Regions from separate parts of the Canis lupus genome. Here region 2 is linked to region 1. The links are chromatin contacts, called in public Hi-C maps. All regions are on one chromosome and are shown on one strand. The core of a region is the stretch at or near the end of the contact, and the rest is flanking DNA. Distances in the headings are between cores, read along the strand shown. Region 1 holds the start of MAPK14 (mitogen-activated protein kinase 14). Region 2 holds the start of BRPF3 (bromodomain and PHD finger-containing protein 3).

The links. A called contact is a pair of places that touch in the nucleus more often than the background predicts.
Region 2: a Hi-C map of blood shows a contact between it and region 1, with 4 times the contacts expected there. The contact joins the promoter of BRPF3 here to the promoter of MAPK14 in region 1. A contact is called at or near these places in 3 of 9 Hi-C or Micro-C datasets (amygdala and blood).

What each region holds. Positions count from the first base shown.
Region 1 is chr12:5,324,331-5,331,453 of UU_Cfam_GSD_1.0, reverse strand. MAPK14 (mitogen-activated protein kinase 14) reads right to left here and starts at 3,699. Exons shown (of 12, transcript NM_001003206.1): 1 at 3,584-3,699. The coding sequence starts at 3,699. SLC26A8 (testis anion transporter 1) reads left to right here and starts at 4,354. Exons shown (of 19, transcript XM_038553857.1): 1 at 4,354-4,570. The coding sequence starts at 4,516.
Region 2 is chr12:5,488,727-5,495,849 of UU_Cfam_GSD_1.0, reverse strand. It overlaps BRPF3 (bromodomain and PHD finger-containing protein 3), which reads right to left and starts at 2,689. Exons shown (of 13, transcript XR_005367613.1): 1 at 2,611-2,689.

The DNA.
Region 1 (7,123 bases), core at 2,450-4,949:
TATCTGTGCCCTGGCTCATCCTAAAAGAAAAGAATAAAAGATTTAAAACAGTGAATGGCTATTAACACTAAACCTTAGCTTTGTTTATTATATTCATGTATATACAGTCTTATTCCACAGAGCATTTAGGAAGCTGGATTTGATTTCTTAGTAAGTTTTGCCATCCTCTCACTAAAAAATCTTGCATAGGCTAAATACACTCGTGATAAATATAAACTACACAGTAAAATGCCTAGAACAGTAAGCAATCCATAAAATGTAGTTTTTTTATTCACATTAGACTTAGCTTGACGAGGGAATGGATTATCTCACTGTCTTGCTCAGCACTCTATCTCATGAAACCTAGCCCATTATCTAGTCCGTAGCTGGTATTCAGTGTTGTTGAATCAACAAAGGACTATGACTTAAGAGTATTTTTTATTTTATGGCTACCTATTTTATGGCTACCAGGGCCCCACCTCCTCTAATCAACAGCAAGGGTCTGGAAAAACCATACCCAGAGGAAAGGCATTTAAGTTCCTGTTTATATTTCCTTAAACTCACCACAAAGAGTCCCTCCTTCTGTCCCAAAACCAGAAAATCAATGCTTTGCAACAAAGTATTCTTAAACAATTTTGCTTCATTTCCCCTCACAGACAATGCAACAAAGTTCCTTAAAACTGCAAGACTTATTTAGTTCCCTTTACCTTTTAAAAAGGAAAGGTATATTATAAAACCTTATCAATTTTTTAAAAAATTGAAAAATTAAAAAAATAAAACCTTATCAATTTTCAATTTCTAGTCTGATTCCTTGATCTTGGATTCATAGCATACAGGCTGCTGCTTGCCTTTTTACTGTAGACTTAGTGAAAATTAAAATGAGAAAATAGGCTTAACATAAAAAACTTTTAATATACATCAAAGTATATCACACTTAGGAGCAATCAAATTAGGAAACTGACAGATATTTGCGTGAGGTTGCATTCCTTAAAATGCTTTCAGAGATTCTTTTTCGGAACAGACTTCAGATCCAGTTCTACAAGTCACACAAGAAATTCTGTCATTACTTTATAGTTATAACTCCTATTTGACCTAAAACAAGACCAACCTGAATGCCTAATCTTTCTCGCCAGACTTGAGTACAAATTCTCTAAATTATTTGAATTCAGCTTGATTTTCTTATTCCCTAAAATCAAATCTGTTCTTAAAGGATGATGGCAGTGAAAAATAACACAGGCTCCAGAATGCTGTAAGAGAAATTAAAAAAAAAAAAAAAAAAAAAGTTTGCTGCAACACCCAAAACACTGCTAAGAATCTGAAAGAACTGAAAGAATAACTTCAAATAATTCTGAATGAGATGCCACTTACTTATGTATATCTAAATTCTGATATTTTCAATCCAAAATCAATTATATTTGCCATAGTCAACTGACACACATAAGATGCATTCTCTTCCACCAATATACCATATGTCACACTTTAAATCCCTCAACAGAAATACTACTAAAAACAAATGAATGGGCTCTGCCTCCTTGTAAAGACACATAAGAAACTTAACAGGGGCTGTCTCAGAGGAAAGGAATAGCACAGTTGGAGAACAAGAAAGGAAAGGATACCTTTCGTTAAATATCCTTTTACGCCTTTTGAATTTTATACAATGTGTATATAATTCTATACATATTTTTTAAAATATGTTTAACAAAATCACTTCCAAGTGTCAGATATTTCTGGCTTCTGTAAGCCAAAAAAGTATAGTACTAAGGAAATGTAAAGGTCATTTTTATGATACTTCACTCTAAATCTGAATCTGCAGTTCCAGGACAGAGCTATTCATACCAACAGTAGGAAGACCTTGCAAGCAGTTGTTTTCAGGTCCACTAAACTCCCCATAGTTGAGCTATTCTGCTGTATCATTTCATTAAAGTTTAAACATCATTGGAAACAGAAACTTGGTACTACGAAAATTAATGTCAATTATGACATAACAGAATGAAAAAGAGTGGTAAAATAATAAGCTATTAAAGGAGCCATGATCCAAATATATCTCTGAAAATTTGCAAATCAATCACACATATAGATGGATACAGTAAAATGTTGCAAATTCCCTTAAAACGTAAACTGCCATATTATAAAAATGAGGAAAAGATGTCAAGCACGGGACCATCAGCAAGATGAACTCACGCAGCTTGAACTAGAAAATGCAATATGATCTGTTGCTTGACACAATTGCACAATCTCAATTACCCAGAAGATTCTAGCAAACAGGAAATTCATGATGTGACTTTAAGAAACACAAGAATTATAAAGATTAACACATCCAAAAGTCTGGAATTCGTTTCCCTCACCCCCACCCCCACCCTCCCAAAATCTTATGGAGCCCTTTTCAAATGATTCACATGAATACAGGAATTAGTTTCAGATCAGCAGCTCTCAAGTTACAGTAACTCTAAAATATGGTGTGTAATACCTAAACTAGTGAAATATTTTAGATCCAAGAATTTTATTGGATCGATTTAATTTAAAACACAGTGTGAATTAAAGCTGAGAAGTGTCTCTCCCTTCCTTTGCTATATATTCCCTATCCTTATGAAAACCATCGTGTACCTCAGGCTACAAATGTAGATCAGTTCCCTGCGAACTCTCTAAAGAAGTTTAAAAACACAATATTCACAAGATGTACTGCAATTAAGAAATACTTACAATACCTCCCCAGATTGCTCATGATTCTTTGATCTTGAGCGCGTCCAACGGATCTGAATCTCACTTGCTCCAAGTGAAAAAACTGTTTTTGCCAAACAATACTTAAATGAGCAGTGGTATGTGACTAATCAGTGAAGCCGCCAGTTTCTCAAGCTGCAGTGTTCTTGCAGGCACTACCACCCACCCCCACTCAGCGAAAAGGAAATACGCTTTCAACAGAATCGGAAACACACAACTCAAGCTGGCACTAGGCTGGCCGAGATAAAGTCGGTATTTTCGGTTCTTTGGGTCGCTGCTAATGCAAGTGCGAATTCGAAAAGAATGCCTCTCGAAATGAGATTTCGAAAGAGGTCTGCAAAAAAAAAAAAAAAAAAAAGCCAGGGCAGAAAGCCCTTGGTCGTCAGTTTTGTTCCGACGCTCGCAGTCTCCCGTAGAGCTTGGCCCTTCTGCTTCTCCCTGCAGCCCCCCCGGGCTTGTCTGCTTGGAGGGCAGGCTCCCGCGCGCCCAGAGTGGCTGCACCTCCGGAGAGGCTCCTTCGGCTCGAGGCTGGCAGGGAGACACCCCCCACCCCCGGAGAGACGCCCCGGCCTCTGTGCCAGCCCCCCTCCCCCGAGCAGCCACCCCCCCAGAAGGGATTGCGCAGGGTGCGAGGCAGGGCCGAGCTCCAGCACCACCGCCCACCGTGGACCTGCATCCTGCACACAGCCGACCGCCTCCCTGGGGGTGCAGAGTGAGGGGTGCAAGGGGGTCCCGGGCGTGCAGCACAGGGGTCGAATGGGCAACGATGCCCTCCCCCAGAGAAAATTCCTACCGCTTGGTGCATCGCTGAGCTGTGTGGGCAGGCCTGGTTCTGGGGTGCTGAGGCCACCAAGCCCGCCGCAGACCCAAGCCCGGTGACACTCACCACACGGAGCCGTAGGCGCCGGAGCCCACCGGGGACAGGTTCTGGTAACGCTCGGGCACCTCCCAGATTGTCTTATTCAGCTCCTGCCGGTAGAACGTGGGCCTCTCCTGAGACATCTTCCAGCGGCGGCCGCGGGGCTAGGAGGTGGCCCTGAGGGGCCCCGCCTGCGCCCGCACCCGCACCCGCTCCCGCTCCCGCTCCCGGGCCCTCGTTGCCCGCCGGGCCGGGCGGGGACCCGGAGCTGGCAGTCGGCGCAGGTGCGGCAGACGCGACCCCGCCGACTCCCGCGCGCGCGGCCCCTGTCAGCCGCAGCTGCCGGGCGAGCCCGGTGAAGGGCAGGGGCAGGCTGCGGGGCTCAGGGCTGCGCCCACCACGCTCTCCCTGCACCCTCTCCCCGACCAGGCCGACCCCGGGCTGCGCCGCGGAACTGCGGCTCCAGCTGCAGCGCCCGCTCAAGTTCCAGTGATCGCCGTTCCAGAGCCAGCGAACAGGAGTCGCTAGCCGTACTCTCGCGAGACCAGCTCCCGGGACTCTCCGCGAGCCGAGATTTTACCCAATATGGAACCTGCCCACGGGAGGGGGTGGACTACCGGAGAGGATGGGAGGAGCACTTCTCGCGAGAAAAGGGCAACAGCTGGAGACCAGAGGCAGGAACTCTCGGGGACTGCTCTTAAGGGCGCGAAGGCGGACCCGGGAAAGGGAGGGACAGGCAGGCAACGTATGCCGCGTGCGCCCCACCGTGGTCGGCGGGGCAAACGCCCGGCTCCGTGGCGGGAGGCGACGGCGACTAATAGGGTGTCGGGAAAAGAGCCAAAAGATCTTTGAACTGCCGGTAGTCACCAGCAGCCGAGCATCTGCTCAGCAGAACCTCCAACTTCCAAGAAATACTTACATTTGGAAAAGGAAGGTTCCAGCCAGAAAGCCGTTATTCCATGTTCGGGGACATACGGCTTAATCTTCGGAACTGTGACGGACCCTATCCCGAAAGCAAGTATTAGCTCTACGTTAAGTCTGAGGTTTTCCACCCAAACTCTCCTAACGGTCTTTAAACGTTTATGTGCAAAAGAACACTTGGAGTGTTAAAAAAAAAAAAAAAAAAAAAAAGCCAAGTCCCAGGACCCACAGGGAGTCTAAGTGGATAGGTCGGTGATAGGCGCCAAGAACGCGCATTTTTATAATATGCTCCAGGCAGTTCTGATTCAGGAAAGTCTCCCGCATCCCCCTTGGAGAAGGATTTTTGAAAAGAGTACTTCTGAGGGTTTGAAACTGAATCCTGCTCTGAAGCTTGATTCTTGCCTCAGGTTAAGGAGAGCAAGGCAGAGGGTGTCCTATTAGGCAAGTCTATTGACCTCTCTTAGACTCTAGTTCCAGCTTCTGCAAAAGTAATTCCTGCCTTACATCCGCGCCTAATAGGGTTACCTGTAAAGCTGAACAAGATAGTAAGTGTGAGTGAGCAAGATACTATATAACCATGCCTACAGCCACTGTAACCAACTTATTCCTTTGTTAAAGTTTGTTACAATGTCTCTTAGAAGTAACTGGGTCCAAGCCAGGACACCTCTCAACCCTTCCCGTGATTATTCTCTTTCGTGTCGTGCATCCTTTAGAATGCTCAGATTTTGCATATCTTGTCCCAGCACCTAGCACAGTGCCTAGAATATAATAGGTACCCCATAAATATTTATTGAACAAATTATGAATAATGACCATGATCTCAACTTAGGAGAGAGTGCAGGATCCTCAGTTCTCCTCAAGGAAAAACAAAAATAAAAACCAGAGTCATGGGTCATTCCTGGAAAGCTTTTCTTGGAGGATCCGATGTGGCTTAGTCTGGATTCTCTCGCCTATGAAGACATGCTGCTTGAAAATGTTCCAAGGCTACCTGCAGTTTAGGGAGCCCTCCAAGAAGTAATGAAGGTTGAAGGAAGAGGCGAGAAGCAAAAATGTGATTGGAAAGAAATGGCGGGTGGGAGTGGGCAATCAAGGTGATGAGTGGATGGATACAAGGGAGGAAACTCGGCAGTAGGAATGAACCTAAGGAATTCATGATTATCCACCAAATTGGGATAGTGAAGTGGGAGTGACTGAAAGGGTAAAAATGAACTAAACAGTACATTCAGTCACTCTTTCAACAAACATGTACCGAATGCCTACTCTGTGCCAGCCACTTCTGATTGACAAAAGGCAATTTAAAAATAGACACAGTTGGGCAGCCAGGGTGGCTCAGTGGTTTAGAGCCGCCTTCAGCCCAGGGCGTGGTCCTGGAGACGCGGGATCGAGTCCCACGTCCGGCTCCCTGCATGGAGCCTGCTTCTCCCTCTGCCTGTGTCTCTGCCTCTCTCTCTCTCTCTCTCTCTCTCTCATGAATAAATAAAACCTTTAAAAAAAATAGACACAGTTGCTGCCTACATGGAATTTACAACTGACTGAGCGCTTACTATATCTACCACATTGTTTAGGCACTGATAATACAGCCATTAGAAAAATCCCTGCCAATAAATAAATAAATAAATAAAAATAAAAAAAAAAAAAGAAAAATCCCCGCCTTATGGGGGGCGATGGGTGACAATCTACAAAAAAGGAACGAATAGGTAAAGTGAATGTGTTAGATTTTAACCCAGTAATCGAGCAAGTGTAAAACTGCAGCTGGGCCAAGCAGGAATCCAGGGCGTAGTCACATAGTGACAGGGACTGAGTAAACTTCCAAAGGTTAAAGGGCGGGGCGCTGGGGGAGCCCAGCGAGAGACCCGGGCAGAAGACTGTCCTTCGGTGGGAGGAGCCGGGCTTGGGGGGCAGAGAGCGAGGGTTGCAGACTTGAGTGACCTTCCAGCTTCCAGGTGCTCCTGCGTCTTCCGACCTGACAAAGCCGTAGGGTGCTTTCAGTGAATCGCTGTGCGTGAAGTGCAGGGCGCGAGGCCTGGCATTAAGAAGGCCCCCCAGGGATCCCTAGGTGGCGCAGCGGTTTGGCGCCTGCCTTCGGCCTAGGGCGCGATCCTGGAGACCCGGGATCGAATCCCACATCGGGCTCCCAGTGCATGGAGCCTGCTTCTCCCTCTGCCTGTGTCTCTGCCTCTCTCTCTCTCTTTCTGTGACTATCATAAATAAATAAAAATTAAAAAATAAAAATAAATAAATAAAAAAAAAAGAAGGCCCCCCAGTCAAGAGTAGTCAAACCCCAAAGCAAGTGGAGGCCTGGGTGGCACAGGTTAAGGGCCTCCCCACCCCCACCCCGGGCCCCACCGCAGGTGCGGGTGCTCGCGTCCCCCGCCCGCCGGAACGCCCGCGGGTTCGGGCGCAACGGCTCGGGAACCGCCGGCGGCCGCGTCCACAGCGCCGCCAGCCCGGCCGGAGCAGCGTGGGACCCCGGCGCTGGGACCCCGGCGCTGGCACTCGCGCCCCCGCCGGGCCCCGGTGGAGCCGCGGCCGCAGGTTAGAGCGGGGCGTCGGTCGCCCGCCAGCCCAGGCGCTTCGAGAGCGCTCGATGTGTGTGAAATGAATGAATGACCCTAGTCCGGGGAAAGCTCATTTCTCGGGGGCATC
Region 2 (7,123 bases), core at 1,440-3,939, 170 kb before region 1:
ATCAGAAACCCTATCCCCTGAACCCAGGAATGAAGAGGTGAAGGCACCTGAAATGTCTACTATGTGCAGGCTAAAGACTTCAAACTATCCTATGCAGGTTGTCTCTGGAAAAGCCAGCATTCAGGATGCACTGACTAGTATATCTAAGCAGAAACACTAGAAGCTCTGGGAGTGGCCCCAAGTGGCACTGAAGTTTTAAGTGGCCTATCTGGGATCCTCATTGGACCTACAGCTAAGGTGATTGGGGCAATATCTGAGATAAACTCTTAATGCATTCTGTTACCTCAAATGTCCCTCTCTCCCCCAAATACTTATACCTACCCTACCCTTATGCAACAAGGAGAAATGATGTGGGAAACTTTAGGAGAAAGCCCTAAAGTTTCCCACATCATTCTATGGGTAAAAGGAACTATGACAAGCTCCTAAGAAGCTGTGGTAGCAATTACTTGAGGCCATCACTACCAGGAAAGACATTAGAGGTATGGTACCCCAGGGTGCAGGCAGAGACTTGGAAAAGTACAACAGTGAGAGGATTTAAAAGAGAAAAGGAGATTGTCACCTTGGTTGCAGGATCTACCATCTTTATCTATAAAGCAGAGATGATGATGATAATTTAGCACACTTTTGCAGATTACAAATCCCTTTTACTTTTTTAAGATTTAAAACATTTTTAAAAATTAGTCTCTACCCCCAACATGGGGCTCGAACTCCTGACTCTGAGATAAAGAGTTGCACACTCCACCAACTGAGCCAGCCAGGTGCCCCAATCCCTTTCACTTTTTAACATTTCTCTCAACTAGTTTGGAAGGTAGAACAGATATCATCTCCATCTTACAAATGAAGAAACAAGCTCAGAAAGGTGCCACTCAACCCGAAGCTACAATTCAAACCCGGATCTCCTGATGTGTTGAACTCATCTCAGTGGGAAGAAGGACCACCATAGAGATGCCATGGTCTGGTACAAAACGAGGCTCTGGGGCTATCTAGGTTCTAATCTTGGCCCTGTGTGACCTGGAGAAAGTCACTTCATCTCTCTGGGCCTCCACACTCGACCAGTAAAATGAAAATGAAATCTATCCCTTAAGGGTTGCTCTATGTGAATAAGGTATTAAGATCTTCATTTAAAAGTGTGACTGAGGGGCAGCCCAGGGGGTTCAGCGGTTTAGGGCCACCTGCAGCACAGGGCGTGATCCTGGAGACCCGGGATCGAGTCCCACGTCGGGCTCCCTGCATGGAGCCTGCTTCTCCCTCTGCCTGTGTCTCTGCCTCTCTCTCTCTACCCCCCTCTCTCTGTGTGTCTCTCATGAATAAATAAAATCTTAAAAAAAAAAAGTGTGACACAAACAAACAAAAAACAACTTGGCTGAGGAACAGTGCCAGGCAGGCACACACCCCATTTGGAACAAAAGGCAACAGAATCATCACAGCAATTCTGTCCAGGTTCCAGAGGCCCTTGGCCACTACATGCCCGACAAATGCCAACTCGGGGGGGGGGGGGGGGGGGGTAGCCCAGGCTAACAGTCCTGCTTCATTGCCCCCAAGCCCTCATGGGCAGGGAGATCCTCGCACAGGCCTGAAAATCTGCCTCAACGCTAACCTCAAAGTTTTAGACAGAGGTTGTGGACCCTCCTTTGTTAAGGCGCTGTATATTCTTCTCCCTGCCTGCCACCTCCTTAGCAGCTTGGGTCAGCCGTCACCCCAGCAGCGAGCATCTGCGGAAAACCTCCTGGGTCCTGCCCAGCCTCTGGGCACCGGGAGGCCAACTCTGGAGAGGCGAGGGCCGCTGCTGAGGAAACGAGTTTCGCCCACAAGGAGCTTACAGTCCAGTTTTCTTGGCGGGAGTTTCTCAACCCACACAGCCCTTGCCACAAACACGCCTCCTGATACCCCAACGCCCCCAGAGGTCCTCTCAGCACCCCCGAGCCCCCACTCGCCCACCCCACCCAGGTCTCCGAAGGACGAGGAGTTTCTGCAATTAGCCTGTGTCCCCCGTAGCCCACCAGAGACTCAGGAGACAGGGAGCGCCCCTGCCAAGGCCCCTGCCCCTTTAAAGGGGCACCTCTTCCAGAAGAATCTTGACCCTTCCGAGGAGAAAGGAGGGAAATAACATCGCCTCCCCTGAAGGGAGGGGGCGAGCGCACCAGAGGCCGACTGACGCGGAGTCCGACCCTCACACAGAGAAAGCTAGCGCCAGCGAACCAGCGGGGCAGAGAGGCGAGCGCCCATTGGTCGCCTCGCCTGCCCGTCAGGAGAAACCGGGGGCCAAGGGACGCTCAGGGGGCGGAACCCTCCTCTGGTCTGACCAATTGGAGAACATGGCGGGGGCGGGACTCGGCGGCTCGCCAGCCAGGGCCGGGGGGGGGAGGGAAACAAGATGGCGGCTGCGGGAGGGGGTCCTCGCTGTTCAGCTCCCCCCTCACCCGCCTTCTCCTTCCCCGCCGCCGCCCTCGCTCCGGGAGAGCGCTTCCGCGCCGCCCCCGCCTGGCCCGGGAAGCCCCCCGCTTCCCTCTCCCCGCCCCCCCCCGCGCGGTCCCTCGTCCTCCTAGGCCCCGCCGCCCCCGCCCCCGCCCCCGCTCCCGCTCCGGCCGGCCCCGCTGCCACCCCCATTACCTCAGCCGCCGGCCCGGCCCCACCGTTCGGGGCCCCTGGGCGCGGGCGGGCCGGCCGTCGAGCAGGTCGGCGCGGCCCGGGGCGCGGAGCGCGGCCTCCTCCCGCGCTGGCCTCCGCGGCCACCGCCGTGCCCCCTCCCGGCCCGCGCTGGGGCCCCGGCCCGGCCGCCGCCGCCGCTCCCGGGGGAGGAGGGGGAATGAAGCCGCCGCCGCCGCCGCTGCCGCCACGGAGCCCGGCCGAGGGGAGGGAGGGATCAGCCCCCAGGCAGGATCCGCCCCTCCGGCCTCCCCCCCGCCACCTCCACCCCTTCCCTCGCTCCCTCCCTGGCTCCGCGGGCTCTCCCGCTGAACAGGAGCGAGAGCGCGAAAGAGGGGGGAACGGGAGGAAAATCCCCCCGCCCGTGCCCGGCGCGGCGGCGGCGGCGGCGGCGGCGGCGGCGGCGGCCGGGGCGGCGCGGCGAGGAGCGCGGAGCCGCGGCCGCCGCCGCCACGGGGCACCGTCCCCGGCTCGGCCTCACGGTGGCGGTGCGGACGCGGCGGGGGCGCCGAGCGGACACCGGGTCTGCGCCCGCCGCGGCCGAGGCTCAGCCCGGCCCAGCCCGCGCGGGGCGAGCCCCACGAGGGAGCGGGGGCCGTTCCCGTGGTTGGGAAAGACGGGGATCCCTAACTCTTTAGAGCGGTCGCTCGTGCCCTCCCCGTGCCCCTGCGGGACAGGTGGCCACGGACCCCGTCCCCGCGCTGGAGGGCCCCTCCAGAGCTTCCGCCCGGCGGTCTCGGGAGCCCAGACGGGTCTGCAGTCTCCTAGGGTGCAGGTGCCCGCGCTGCTCCCCGAAAGTCCCCCTCCCTGCCCGGCCGCGCTCGGGTCCCGAGGACAAAGGTCTAGCGATGTCCATCCCCTCCGCCAGGGAGGGCGGCGGGGAAAGCCCGTCTGAGGTGCGCAGGTGAGCGTCTGTTCCCCAGAGGACGCGCTTCTGCAGAAACAGACCTGACTTCTCGTAGGTGCTATTCTCTCCCTTATGTGTTTAAAAAGAGTAAACATAGAAGTTTGACAGTCTACTTAAGGACGTCTGGCAACTCGTTTGTCACTGGAGACAGGAGCAGCACTCTCTCCTTAAACCTGATTTGGCTAGGAATCGGTTAATTTAATGCAATAAGCGGCTTTCTAAAAAAACTCTTGACAAATGGCAACCTCAGACTTTCAGATGTAATCAGACTGGCTTTTGTTTCGATAAGTAAATTTAAGGAGAGGAACACTCCTTCGGCACCACCCCCCCCTCACGTCCCCTGTAAATTGGAAAACGTACCTCATATGACTGAAGTCTTAAGTACCAATATTTAATGATGTGTATAAGACATGTATGGATAGACTGCCTTTAAAATGTGAAGATGAATGACATATTTTGAAAGCGTTTCCTCTGCCCGCGCTGGTGGTGTAGCCTGGTGAGACTTTTTCACAATTTCTTGCTTGGTTCTGATGATCAAGGACACGGCTTCTAGAGTCAGAGGATGAAAGATAGTCTCAGGATCCAAGTCTTCCAAATGTTTAAACGGAGCATATCACCACTTTTGAAGTATAGATGTTCATTATCGCAAGGAATTTAAATATATTGTGTTTTGAATTTGAAGATTCGATGAAAGTAAGGAAAGCTAATTTGTACTACAAAGATGTTTTTCTGATTTCATGGTAGCACCTTGTCAAAGTGATAGCAGAGTGATAGCAAAAATTCTTCTGTTAACCAATTTTCTGAAAGAAAAGGGAGTGTCTCGTGGAGCTAAGCAAGGGCAGGGCAATGTTTTGAAAACTGATGCTGAAGGAGTATGAATTAATGTCAAGTGTTCTAAGGCTAGGGGGAATGAATAATCATTTGGAGGGAAGGTGTAGATAAAAAATGATTAATTGTGGAAGGGAAAGCCCCAGAGGCAAAAGAATATTACAATTACTTTTAGTTAAGGGGGGGGGGGGTGAGACCCCGAAGACTAAAAGAAACAAAAATACTGAACTTCAGTTCTTTGAAAATATGAACTATGTCCATTTATACATATGACTAGTAACTATTTCTTTCTCTTTTTTTTTTTTTGTAACTTCTATTTCTTGATAAATGTTCACAAAATTTATTTAGCACAGTTCCCATTTGTGTGATTGGGAACTATCTTTTTCCACTAAAGTTAATGAATAGATGCCTTGGGAAAATGCATTCGTTTCTACTTGCAACATTAAGTGTAAAATAATGATTTAAATGCTCTTGAAAAAGCATAGAGTTAATACATTTGATTTCCAGATCTTTCTATTAAAAGTTTTCATAGTAAGACCTTGTTCAATGGAGTGTTTCTCTTCTGTTTTCAACTTCCACTTTCTTAATGGCAACATTATGGTTGTCCTCAACTCTAATTTTTTGACATTTATTTTTGACATTTATTTATTTGTTTTTGACATTTGGGATTGGTTTCTGTTAGTGTTAACTGCATATATAACCAGTTCACAATGATGTAATCTTAAATGTAACATGGGACAATTATGTCATTAAAAACAAATTTGGAACATGTATCAAAAATCCCAGAGGCACTAAATTCAATTAACTTTAATCTTTAGCTATTTTAAAGAGTCTAAATTCACTAGCCCTCAGCTCTTCCATTAACGGTACAGCAATTAAGTTCAACAAACATGGGCACAAACCTTTGTTTCCAAATAGCAGTTTTTCAAAACTATGCATTTTTGAGTATAAACTAACTTATTTGGTGGTGTAGGAGAATGTTTTACCATTTAGAAAAGGAAACGTGAATACAAAAATTTCTCCCCCTCATTTTTTTTTTCAGCATCTCAGGATATTTTTGTCAATGCTTTATTATTATCATTAGTTTACCAGAGCAAGAAACCTCTGAAGGGTCAGATGCAATGCCACTGGATTAATATGTATGATGAGAGAAAATAGGCTTTGATTGATTCTTAAATTGTTTTTAATAGAATATTCCTTCCTTAAACGTTGGCCAAAAGTATGAAACCATAAATGGGAAAAATGTTTGAGGTTGTAACCATTGTGATATTTTTTTTGCCATAATGAAAATGGTTTAAGAATATAATGTTTGCTTAGAAAAAGGAAAAAGTTGGGTTAACAATAGGTTTTAAGTTGAATATCACACCTTCTAAATTTAATTCCATTCATTTATTCCGATAGCAGACACTTATTGAACGCCTATTATGTGTCCCATTCTGTACAAAATATTTGGAAAATAATGACAAAATCTCAACCTAAAAAGGGCCCAATGATCTTATTTTAATTTGCCTTGAGTAACATACAATCAAGAAGCAAGCTGGAAATAAGTAGAAAACACATGCAGGAGAAATTAGATAAGGCAGTGAACAGTGTGAAGCCACCATTATTCAAAAGGAAAATGGGAGGCTTTTTTTTTAGCCAGGTCCTAAATAATGATGGATGTGAATTGCTGAAAAGAGTGTAGAATAACGTTATTAGGTTGGTGACAGGGAAGCCCAGGCAAAGGAACAATATGCAGGGAATAATAAGGAAATTATTCTAGCTGGTCTATATGGGCAGATGTTAAGAAAAGGTTGAATTGGATATGGTGTATGGCAAGGGTATAAAGATAATAAGAATAATCCCTAACACTTATGTACAAGGTAGTATGCTTAGTGCTTTACGTACCGTAATATCAAAAATCTTTCTTGCACTTAGAAAACAAATTCAGATTAGTTTAATAAAGAAAATCTATTGACTCACATAATCAGAAAGTCCAGGAGTACATCTGGCTTTAGGCAAAGCCAAGAGACTCAAATTATCTCATCAGGATACTGTCTCTAGCTGTCTCTCAGCCAACCTGAACTGATAGCTGTGACCAGAAAGACATGATATACTCTGATGAAGTCTGGCCATTGTCTACTGCTAGGACCAGAGGACATGGGCAGGAGGTGAATCTCCAAAGGTACAGTGGGCACATATACAAAATAGGCCCAGTATACATGCCATTTCTCATTTATCAACCTGTTAACTCTATTATTATTATTATGGTCCCCATTGTGTACAGGATAAATCAGAGCTGGAACAGTATTAGGTAAATCAGGAAGAATTTACTATAAGTAATCAGGAATTATGACAATAAAAGGGCATTATCCAGAGTGATCAAAAGGATGGTAGAGGAGAAGGGAAAGGAAGATTCAAATCAGAAATCAGAAGATAGATCAATAATTTGATGGCTGATTGAACATAGGAACAATGGAGAAGATCATCTAGGTTCAGACTTAGGAGGTATTTACAGTGTTGCTACAATTATTGAAAATTAAGAGGTGGCAGAGGATTGCATAGGAGCCCCTGTTGGGTATGTGGGCCCAAGGACTGAGGAAATAGTTAGCTCAAGTTCTCTGAAGTCTCTTTTGATCATGCTAAAATACATAATCATTCAATAATTGTGAGCTGCAGGTGAGTTTCTATTTTATGCTTATGAAACCACAGAGGTGAAAAGGCCATGCTTTTAGGCCTGAGTCACTTCCAAGTCTATCACAG